Regions from separate parts of the Oryctolagus cuniculus genome. Here all the other regions are linked to region 3. Evidence: chromatin contacts called from public Hi-C and Micro-C data. All regions are on one chromosome and are shown on one strand. Each heading gives the region's core, a stretch centred on a gene start, on an enhancer-like site or on the middle of the called end of the contact. The rest is flanking DNA. Distances are from core to core; before and after follow the strand shown.

Region 1 (3,571 bases), core at 776-3,275, 150 kb after region 3:
CCACAGTAGCTGCAATCATGTTATTTCATAACTTAAACACCTGCTTTGTCACAATCACTGGAAAAAGGGGAAACGGGGAGAAAAAGGAGAATGAGAAAGAAAAATGAAGACTCTCCCCTCTGATTTCCTAGGTCTGCCTAAAAGAGGGTGTCTCCCTGATGCTGACCTTAATGAGGACCTTCTTAAAGCTGGTCCAACTGGTGTGCAAGTTCCTGGACTGAAAAACAAGTTTATGGGCAGCGCGGTCACCTGATTCTGACCATGTGTGTGCTGTTTACCCTGAGATGACAGGCTGGTGGCCACCACCACTCTGATGGAAGCTGGAAAGACTCTCCTACTCCTCTGAAGCCTACCAGGGCCTCTACATGACTCAATGCCATAAAAAGGAGTGTGAACGGAGGGAAGTCACACACTACACACCAGTGGGAAAACCCCACTGCGGGTGCTGAACCGTACTTGTTACTTGTTTTTCTGATCTGTGAGGCATGTAATGACATCATCACTAAAAAAAAAAAAAAAAAAAAAAAAAAAAGCCCCTTGCTTTACCATTAACACCCCTACTTGCTCTCAGGGCCTAATGCTCAGACCAGCCATGGTCAAGGAACACAGAAAGCCCAGACCCATGGGCTCAGCAGCTCGCAGGGTCACGGTGTCAGCCAGGAAACTTCGAACTCTGACCACCTGGAACAGTTTCAGTGTTGGGGAAAGAGGGTGCTACCGAGGGGCTTACCCATCTCTTCCTTTGCTGACAATCTTCACCTCAAAGTAATAAATGCCACAGGCTGCAGGGATGGGGTGCGTGGCGCGCACCGAGGCTGCGTCTTTGTGATTTTTGCCATGACCTATAGGAGAGGGCAAGGAAGAAATTTCAGGAGAAGGAAATGCAGATGGGAAGCCAGAGGACACTCTTACAGTCTCCAAGGAATACCTAGACAACTGAGTCAACACACACACCTCCTCCTGAGCCGCTGTCCTCCCCCCCAACAAGGGTAGACGCAATACGGGTGCACGTGAGGGACAGCCAAGTGCTACCAGCAGTCTCTAGAATGCAGGCAGCCCACCGGAGAGACCAGGGGAAGAAGAGGGCAGACCTGGAAAACACCTCCTCCACTTTAGCAGAGAACCCCTGGCCTAGTCCTGGATGACTGGCAGGCAGGCAAGCCCATGGGGCTCCGGCTAATGGTGGAGATGTGACCAGCACACTCCAGAAACTAAGCATTGATAAAGGACCGAGCTGGCGCTGCGGGAGGCAGCCCAAGACAAGCAAGGAGGCCCTGAAGTGGAAGGTCCAGGCCAGCACTGGGTTTGGACACCTGTTGCAGTTCTCTTGACGCTGGGGGTCTCGGGCAGAGCAGAGCCGGCAGTCAACCCTCGGCCTGGTCAGCCCCAGCACACTGGACATTCCACAGGGGCTAAGGCCTAACCCAGAGCACCCACGCAGGGAAAAGGCCGTGATGGGGCAGGTGTAGGCAGCACAGCCACAGCCGTACCGCAGATGCTCTGGCCTGGTCCCCCCGTGGTCACACGGACGATACCTTTGTAGTGGACGCGGAGGTTGCCTTGGGAGAGGCCGATGTAGTTGTACTTGTCCTTGGGGCTCCAGGAGCGCGGCAGCGGCGTCTCGTGCTGGTTGACCGCGGGGTACAGACGCTGCAAGCGTCGGCTCAGCTCCTGCTCCCCCGGGGACGGAAGCCCGCCCCCAGCGCCCCCACCGGAGGAGTCTCCAGGCTGCGGGTTCCCAGCTCCCGGGTCTGCCGTCGCCGCCGCCATCTTGGAGGGAGCTGCTATTGTGTCACTGGGGGCGGGGAGGAGCAGGACTAGATCCGCCCCGCTCAGCCAATGGCCCGCCAGCCTGCCGGGGCCGCAGGGAAACCGAGTCCGAGTCCGGCACCTCTCTTTGGACACTGCCCCTCCTTGCCACACTTTGGACTTCAAATCCCACAATGCACAGCTCTCCGGAGGCGGGCCGGTAGAGAACTATGGGAGTTGTGGTACAAACCATCTCAGCCATGAGCCTGCCCTACTGAGATGCTGGGGCATCAAAAACTACAGTTCCCGCCAGCAAATCGGAACCGGGTCTCTCAGCGCCCCTCCTTCCCCCGAGGCCTCGGTTCATGCCCCTGATTCAGTTCTGGTAGTTGGGGTCCAACGCACTGCAGGGACCGGCTCTCGGGGCACCCGGCTCCCCAGTCCGAGTCCATCTTTGCCACCTGGCCTTCTCCCAGCGGGCGGGCGCAGGGTCTAGAGGCGTGGCACAATCTTGGCCCCGCCCCCGCCGCGGGGCCGCTGGGGCCTGGTCGTCATGACAACGGGCTGTACACTACCACAGCTAACCAGGCGGCGGGTGCTGGCTGCCCGCTCGCCTGCCTGCCTGCCCGAGTCGGGTAATGGACTCCTCACAGTCGCGGTGCTGCAGCTTCTCGTCTGTGTCGAGGTAGGCGCCGGGCGGGCTGAGGACAGAGAGGAGGGTTTGAGTACCTCCAGAGAAGGAAATGGCATCTGGAACAGACCTCTGAACCTCCTGCTGGCCTGTGTCCTTCTGTGTGAGGCTCTGGCCCGGACACAGCGGTGCAGAAAGCCCGGCTGACTTAGCCCACTGAGGACGTTACCTGCTGGCAAAAGGGCGGACGCATTTCGCCAGTAGTAGTAACTGCCAGCTTGCACTGAGCGTGTTATATATGCCGAGTGCGTTGTATACCACATTTAACCCTCACAACGACTCAATGAAGAAGTAGTATCACCACTTTACAAATGAAAAAGTAGCAGTGTGGAGAGATGATGTCTTTTACCTACATGTGCGGATAAGTAGTGGAGTTAAGATGTGAACCCAGCTACGTCAGACTTCTGAACTGGAACCCTTAGCTACAGGGACAAACTATCTCTTCACCCATGAGTTAGTTGGATTTATGACAAAGATATTTGTTGAATTTAGGCTGACTCTAAGCAGCCTAGGCATATCTCACAGCCTCTTCAAGTAGCTCCAGATTCAGGGGTGCCGCCTCCAGGCACTGTAAAATATGACACAAGTCCCATTGATCAGGAAAGCCGCCTATATGGATTCACACAAAAATTTCACCTAAATACCTTCCTAGCTTCTGAACCTGATAGAAGGCCCTTAAAGTTACAGGCACTGGTTTCTGTATCTCAAACAGGAGGATGATACATTGTTGGGAACATTTAGCAAGAATATGGGAAGCTGTCACCACTGCTCTTGCACATAGTAGGCATTCAGGAAATTTTAAATAATATAGTTTGCCTCTTCTAATTATGGCCAATGCAAAAAATCCTGACCTCACCTGAATTCTCATCCTTCAGGGTCTGCTCCCATGAAAAGCCCACAAGAGTCCCCTAAAACAGGAAATGCCAATTTACCTGTTTTATCCAGAGGAAAATCAGTCTGCAAGAACCAAGCAGCAGACTTGAGAGAGGTGTTCCACAGCACAGGCGTGATTTGGGAAACTGCAGTCGTCTGTGACAAAGATAGGGAGCAAACTCAGAAAGAGAATCCCCATCCGTCCTCAGAAGGATGCACAATGTAATTGACGAGGCTAAATTGGGTGGCAGTCCCAAG
Region 2 (3,417 bases), core at 462-2,961, 220 kb after region 3:
GGCATTAGCCGAGGTAGTGGGTTTGGGGAGGCTCACATTGGGCGCCCTGTCCACCTTATCGGTGTTGCTTTCATTTGCAGCCTGCAGGAGTCAATTTTAGCACAGGTACAACGTATCGTTAAAGGTGAGGTGAGCGTGGCACTCAAGGAGCAGCAGGCTGCTGTCACCTCCAGCATCATGCAGGCCATGCGCTCAGCTGCTGGCACACCTGTCCCCTCTGCCCATCTCGACTGCCAGGCCCAGCAAGCCCATATCCTGCAGCTGCTGCAGCAGGGCCACCTCAATCAGGCCTTCCAGCAGGTACAACAGTTATTTGGTCTGGGTAGGGGTCAGGTGAATCCTAAGCAGGCCCATACAACATACCTTTCATACCTTCCACCAGGCACTGGGCCATTCTGCCCCAGTGGAGTACTCTTGGCTTTTCTTGGCTTTCAGACCATCTCCCTTGTCTGGATCCCTTTCTCCCCACCTCAGCCCACCTTTTTTCACAACAGCCCTTCTCAGGAAAGCTTTCCTGGTCTAGGATAACAGTACAGCCCTAGAGTACTCTGTATCACTCAGCACCTCAAGGTGTGGTAATCCTCCCCTGAGCCACACAGTACAAACAGGTGTTCCATCCTGATAGGAACTAGAAACGCTGTTGTCCTGTTCTCCGCCAGGCTCTGACAGCTGCTGACCTGAACCTGGTGCTGTATGTGTGTGAAACTGTGGACCCAGCCCAGGTTTTTGGGCAACCACCCTGCCCACTCTCCCAGCCCGTGCTCCTTTCCCTCATCCAGCAGCTGGCATCAGACCTTGGCACTCGAACTGACCTCAAGCTCAGGTGAGTTACAGACTAGGAGACAAGCTGTGGTTGGAGGGCAGGGAGGGAGCAGTTTCCCAGCCTAATTTTCTCCCCCATCCTCTGCCCCAGCCCATCTGAGGCTTGGTTTCCCTCTGTGCTTCAGTGCCACCAGAGGGCGCTCCCATCTGCAGGCACCCACCTGTAGTCTGTCCTTTCCCCTCATCCTCAGCTACCTGGAAGAGGCTGTGATGCACCTGGACCACAGTGATCCCATCACTCGAGACCACATGGGCTCCGTTATGGCCCAGGTGCGCCAGAAGCTCTTCCAGTTCCTGCAGGTTGAGCCACACAACTCACTTGGCAAAGCGGCCCGGCGTCTCAGCCTCATGCTGCACGGCCTTGTGACCCCGAGCCTCCCTTAGCAGCTAAGCCCGCCTTGTCCGGGGGTGGTTGGCACTGAAGGCTGATACACAGGCTTAGGCCAAGGCGGGTCATTGTCTGCCATTTACCTGCTGAGGCCCCCAACTCTGCAATGTTTCGGAGTGGAGGGGGCAGGGACAACTGGCCGTGGCCTACAGACTGTGGTAGCCATCAGGTTTCGGCTGGGCCCAGGGCAGGTACTGTGCCTTCTTGGGTTCTGCCGTACCTGGAGCATGACCCTGAGATTGTGACACCATTTGAGTTGAATTTTCCATGTTCTTTTTACCTCTGATTTGGATCTTTTTGTTTTTGAAAAACATTGAGAAATTCAATTAAATGCTTTTGGAATAAAATGGAATATGTGTGTGTGTGTTTGGTGTGACTCCGATAACTGCCCTCTCTGTTCCCTGGCTCTCTTTCCCTGGAAAACTCTGCCCAGACCAGCCCACCCCAGGGGTCTGGGCACCCTTCTTCATTTGCTCATCTGCCTTCTCAGATCTCTGCCTCTGGGGTAAGGGTCCAAGGGCAAGTCCAACAACAACCTGTGTCCATGAGCACTACTTCTCTCTGGGGTCCTTCCTTGTTGCTTTGCCTTTGTGGGTACTGGAGGCGGAGCCTCTGGCTGGCTAAGGAGCCCCGCCTCTGCTTCCATCCAATCACGTTCCCTGCCTCCGGGGGTTGGGCCGACGGCTTCTCTCTGAGCTGCTAGCTCCAGCACTAGGCTCCCAGCCAGGGACGATGCGCTGCTGCCGACGCTGCTGCTGCTGCTGGTGCTGCTGCCGCCACTGCCGGCGGCCACACCGTGCCCTGAAGCTGTTGCTGTTGCTGCCACTTGGTGAGTGTGGGTGTCCTGGACCTGGCCGGGGCTACAACCCCTCTCACTGAGCCCCTGCCAGACTGGGTAAAGGGGATGTATAGGAGCTGGGGGCACAGTTTTCCTGGTTTATTGCCAGGGTAGAATGGAAGTGTGTGGGTTTCAAGGGAGTGCCACTGGCTTCACGATTGAAAGAGGTACCAACTGAGCTCCAGTTTTGGGAAGAGACCTTGAGATCCCCCAACCCATCTTTTGATAAAGGGAGCCATAGTCTGGTGGCACTCTTAGTCCAGCCTTAGGATCCTTGAGGTCTTCTGTGAGGATCTGACATGGATCCCAGCCCCTCTCCTGCCCACTTTCAGCTGAGACATTAGCTACCTTTGGGCGCAAGGCAGGAGGGCCAAGCAAAGCCCCTGTAGGCAGAGGCCTCTGGACTCCACCCCTCTCCACCTGTTCTGACTCCTTCATTTGGAGCATTCTCACCAAATCTGGGGCTCCAGAAGCTCAGAGGAAGAATCACTCAGTGGGACAGTGTCCCCTGCCCCTTCCATGTATCCCAGTTCTAGTCCCATCTTGAAGGGGGCAAAGATAGATGATCCCCAGATAGGCCCCTGAGTTCCCCCGGGGTGCCCTTTTCAAGCTGAGTCACGTCCCCAGCGTGCTCCCGGTAAACAAGCCCCTGGGGGTTGGATTTCAGTCCTAGCTCACCCTATCAACCATTCTCCACTCCACCTCCCAGTCCTCGTACCTCCCCTAGCAGCAGCCACAGAGGGCCCAAACCGCTGTGACACCATATACCAGGGCTTTGCTGAGTGTCTCATCCGCTTGGGAGACGGCATGGGCCAAGGAGGCGAGCTGGAGACTGTTTGCAGGTACGGGAAGGTGGGAGGAAGCAGGCAGGCGGGTGGCAGCAATCCAACCCACACCACCCGCAGGGTCTGAATCTCTTCCTTCTCATTCAGCACCTTCCTTGTGCCACCTAATCCCCCTAATCCCATTCCATTAACAGATCCTGGAATGACTTCCATGCCTGTGCCTCACAAGTCCTGTCTGGCTGCCCAGAGGAGGCGGCTGCTGTGTGGGAGTCACTACAGCAAGAAGCTCGCCGGGCCCCACACCCAGATAACTTACACACTCTGTGCAGTGCCCCAGTGCGTGTCTGGGAGCACGGTGCAGGCTCGGAGACCAATCAGGAGACCCTGCGGGCGACAGCGCCTATATCCGTCCCAGCCCCAGCACCCCCACTGCTGGCCGCTGCTCTGGCGCTTGCTTGCCTCCTGGGGCCTCTGGCCTAGCTGGTTTGGTCAGGTAGCAGCTCCTGTGCCTGCAGCCCTGCACCAGTGGCCGCTCTCCTGGCTCTCCAGAGTGCGCATGGCTTTCATTAAAGGTATTTATATTT
Region 3 (3,694 bases), core at 1,138-3,637:
AATACCATAATCATTAAAAAAGGGCATTGCTTAGGATGCCTGCATCCCCTATCAGAGTGCCTGGGTTCCAGTCTGGGCTCCACTTTTCATTCCAGGTTCCTGCTAATATACATCCTGGGGTGTGTGTGGGGTTGTGTGTGTGTATGTTTGTGTATGTGTGTGTGTGTAGCAGGTGATGGTCAAGTACTTGAGTCCCTGCCACCCATATGGGATTCAGTTCTGGTTTCCTGGCTTCAGCCTGGCCCAGCCTCAGCTGTTGCAGGCATTTGTGGAGTGAACCAATGGATGGAGGATCTAGCATTCTCTGTCAAATAAATCCAATTTTTCCAGAAAGTGGCTTAGACAGTTAAGACCCCATGTTCCACATCAGAGTGCCTAGGTTCCATCCCCAGCTCTGGCTGCTGACCCCAGCTTCCTGCTAATGCAGACACTGGGAGGCAGTGGTGATGGCTCCTGGCCTGGCCACTGTGGGCATTCGGAGAGTGACCCAGCACATGGGAGCGCTCTGGTTCTCGGAAAGGAGGAGGAAGGAAGAAGTGGAGAAAGAGAGCAAGGGAGGGGAGGAGGGAGAAAAAAAGGGAAGCGGCTTGGGGGTCCTTTATGACGTAGCTCCGGCTGACTTCCTGGCCTAACCTCATGCTTTTCCCCTCTCCCAGTGGGAGCCACACTGCTAGCAGAGAACCTGGCACCTTCACTGCCTGCTCCCGCTGGTCTCCGGACTCCCGCCTGTGAGGTTCCATCTCTGTGGCATGTTCTTTATTTTTTTTTCTTTTAATTACACTTTGCTTTTTTTTTCTTTTCCTTTCCTGAGGCAGAGAGACGGAGCTCCCATTGCCTGGTTCACTCCCCAGGTGCCTGTAATGACTGAGGCTGGGCACCAGGAGTGCGACCCACGTCCCTCAGGTGGAGCAGCCTTCACCACTGCCTCCCTGGGGTCAAAGAGCCGCAGCTGGGGACGGAACCCAGCACCCACCCTGATGTGGAATACAGGCTTCCGAACCAGCGTTTGCACCACTAGGCCACACGCCCGCCCTCTTTCTGGAATATTCTATACTACTCTCCCCTTGCCCAATCCCTACTTGCCATTCATGACCAGCATAGCCATGACCACTTCTGAGAAGTGACCCCAGCCCCACGCCATGACAGCATCAGGTGCCTCCCTCCCCACAGTGCAGGCCAGGGTTCGGCTCCTTGGGGCGGGTACCTGCAGCTGGGCCTTGACTCGAGACTCCACCTTGTCATACTTGGGTGAGCGCCACAGAGCCTTCAGCGGCTGGGGCTGGCCCTGCTCCCGGCCGTGGCCCTGCTCCCGGAAGCGTCTCTGGATCTCCTTGATCCGCCTCAGGTTCTCCTTCTCATGGTCTTTAGGGTCCTTCCCTGGGGGAAAGGTGCTCCCAGGCTCTGCCCTGACCAGCTCCCTGCCCGCCCTCTCCAGAAAGATCTCCCGGTTTCTGTGTCTGCCAGACGCTGTCTACACACCAGACCTCCCCTCGCTCCCCTGCCTGCATGTAAATCTCCCCTCGTTATTTTCTGTATTTTTTCAGTAAATACCCTGGATCGCCTCATGTCTTCACTTACTGCCTCCCACCTTGCCTACGACCCTGCTTTCCTGGCACCCACAAGGCCTGCCACACAGGAAACACGTTTTGATGCATGAATTAATGAGGTTCCCTCCCGCGGGAAACTGACGCTCAAGAGAGGCAAAGCCTGGGCCCAGGTCAGGGAAGGGACAGCCGCTTTTGATTTCCAACTGCCTCACTGCCCCTTCTGCCGGACTTACTCTTGGGCGAGACCCGCGGACTGAGGGAGATGCCCTCGAGCTGCAGCAGCACGCCCCCTACGCCTCGCCAGCCACGCTCCAAGATCTCTCGGCCTCCGGGCCTGATGCGGGGCCCGCGGGGTGGGGTGGCGTCCGGCTTCAGCGCGTTTCCTTCGAGGCGGCCCTGGGCTGAGGGGCGGGACAGGGCCGAGTGCGGAGCTCAGCGGTGGAGCGGCAGGCGATCCCGGGCCTTGCCCCCTCCGCAGCACCCCCGACTCACCTGAGGCCGGCCGCCGGTAGTAGTCTGGGCAGAGCGTGGGGTCTGGGGGGATGGGCCCCGAGATGCGGGACGGGCCCTCGCACATGCTGTCCTCGACGCCCTGCAACGGTGCACCGAGGCCTGCCAGGCTGTGCACCTCCCGCCCGGGACTCCCTTCCCCAGCCCTGCGCCTCCTCCCTCCACCTAGACCCAGACCATGGCAGTGCCCCCCATTCCCGGCCCCCTTCGTCTCCCGCCCCGCCGCTAACCCACGTCCCTTCGGGGTTCGCGGCCTCTTCCCGGTAACCCCCGAGCCCGGCTCACTCTAGCAGTTTTGCCGCCAGCTGCAGCACCGCGAAGGGAGTTGCTGTTGCCAGGCAACGAATGGCTTCCGTCCCTGAGGTCAGGGGCAGTGACCCTGGCGCAAGGCCTTCTGGGGCTTGTAGTTCCAGCCGAGGGCAGGTGGGGCGACCACCAATTTCCCTTCGCAGCTCGCTTCCCAGCCAGTCTCTGTGGTCAGCTCAGGGCCCACCAGTGCAGCCCCTCATGGCTCGTCTCCCTTCTCTCCGTAGGTAACCGGCGAGGACGCGTTGACCCCGCGCAGCCATGGCCTCGGCAGGGGCGGAGAGGCCGCCAGGAGCCCAGGAAGGGGTGGCCGTGGGGCCGGCACAGCTCGTGAAGGCACCCAGTGGCCGCTCTGAGGTGATGGCCAAGGCTGTGAAGCCTTCACACCCTGGCCGTGCCACACTGGGGGACCGGACTCCGGATGACCAAGCTGGGGCTGGGCATGGGCTGGTGCCCTCCACCCCGTGTTTGGTGGCTAATGCTGGGCACCAGCTGACTTATGGCTATAGACTCTACCTAACCATGGTGACCAGTTGCCTATGTGTCACTTCTAGTGCCCAGTGATGGAAGCTCAGTGCCTGGAGCCAGCCTACGAGGCCTGCAGGACCCCAGGTGCAGACAGGTGTCCAAGAGGACATGCCTCAGAGCCAGAGCTCCAGGAACGAGCGCTCAAGCCGCAGGTGGAAGCACCAGAGGAGAAAGGCCCCAGGCCTATGGCCTCCCCCATGAGGCCTGGTCATGGGCCCAAGAGGAAGCCAGTCAAGTGAGGAGGCTTCCAGGGAGAGAGCCGCAGGGCTGAGGCGTGGGGCTCACACCCTAGTGGGGTTCTAGGTCCTGCTCTCCTGTAGAGCAGATTCTTGTCTCCTCCCACTACCAGTGCCCTCAACCCTTTCTGCTTCCTGCTGTGGGGAGCACCACGGGAGATGAGGACTTGGCTCACATGAGCTCTGGGCCCCGGTTGGGCCTGGGGCCTCACTGACCAGGAAAGGGACAGGTAACCAGCCCTGGGGTGGTGGGTAGGCAGGGCTCTTCCCTAGGCCTAGGGCCTGGGGGCTGGCTTGGCAGGCCCCTTGTCCCTGGCTGCAGTCCCCCAGCCTCCCCAGCTCTAGTCTCCATGCCCATCCTAGGGTTGAAGCTGAGCTGTCACCAGGGCTACTGCTGCAGAGGGAGGAGTCGGAGGGAAGCCAGAGTGAGCCCTCACCATCCCCGAAACAGCACAAGAAAGCAAAGAAACGCAAGAGTCTTGGGGCTCCTGTGCTGGCCGCCATGGCCAGCACAGTGCCTGCCCCCTCAGAGGCCTTGGGACCAGAGCGTGAGTGGCAGCCCCTGGG

Evidence for each region. Hi-C and Micro-C count contacts between places; a contact is called where the count stands out from the background.
Region 1: a Micro-C map of ear pinna shows a contact between it and region 3, with 6 times the contacts expected there. The contact joins the promoter of RANBP10 here to the promoter of ENKD1 in region 3. A contact is called at or near these places in 4 of 6 Hi-C or Micro-C datasets (ear pinna, psoas muscle, skin fibroblasts and 1 more).
Region 2: a Hi-C map of an unstated tissue shows a contact between it and region 3, with 4 times the contacts expected there. The contact joins the promoter of NRN1L here to the promoter of ENKD1 in region 3. A contact is called at or near these places in 2 of 6 Hi-C or Micro-C datasets (ear pinna and an unstated tissue).

The regions. Positions count from the first base shown.
Region 1 is chr18:51,057,950-51,061,520 of mOryCun1.1, forward strand. RANBP10 (RAN binding protein 10) reads right to left here and starts at 2,026. Exons shown (of 14, transcript XM_008257482.4): 1 at 1,536-2,026; 2 at 731-842. The coding sequence starts at 1,770. It overlaps TSNAXIP1 (translin associated factor X interacting protein 1), which reads left to right and starts at 2,128. Exons shown (of 15, transcript XM_070062618.1): 1 at 2,128-2,434. The coding sequence starts at 2,303.
Region 2 is chr18:51,126,946-51,130,362 of mOryCun1.1, forward strand. It overlaps NRN1L (neuritin 1 like), which reads left to right and starts at 1,712. Exons shown (of 4, transcript XR_007919969.2): 1 at 1,712-2,039; 2 at 2,758-2,890; 3 at 3,028-3,405. EDC4 (enhancer of mRNA decapping 4) reads left to right here. Exons shown (of 29, transcript XM_017342306.3): 27 at 81-300; 28 at 660-823; 29 at 948-1,562. The coding sequence ends at 1,206.
Region 3 is chr18:50,907,889-50,911,582 of mOryCun1.1, forward strand. ENKD1 (enkurin domain containing 1) reads right to left here and starts at 2,388. Exons shown (of 8, transcript XM_002711620.5): 1 at 2,288-2,388; 2 at 2,040-2,139; 3 at 1,781-1,948; 4 at 1,205-1,377. The coding sequence starts at 2,124. It overlaps C18H16orf86 (chromosome 18 C16orf86 homolog), which reads left to right and starts at 2,362. Exons shown (of 4, transcript XM_070062629.1): 1 at 2,362-2,480; 2 at 2,591-2,720; 3 at 2,918-3,126; 4 at 3,491-3,694. The coding sequence starts at 2,625.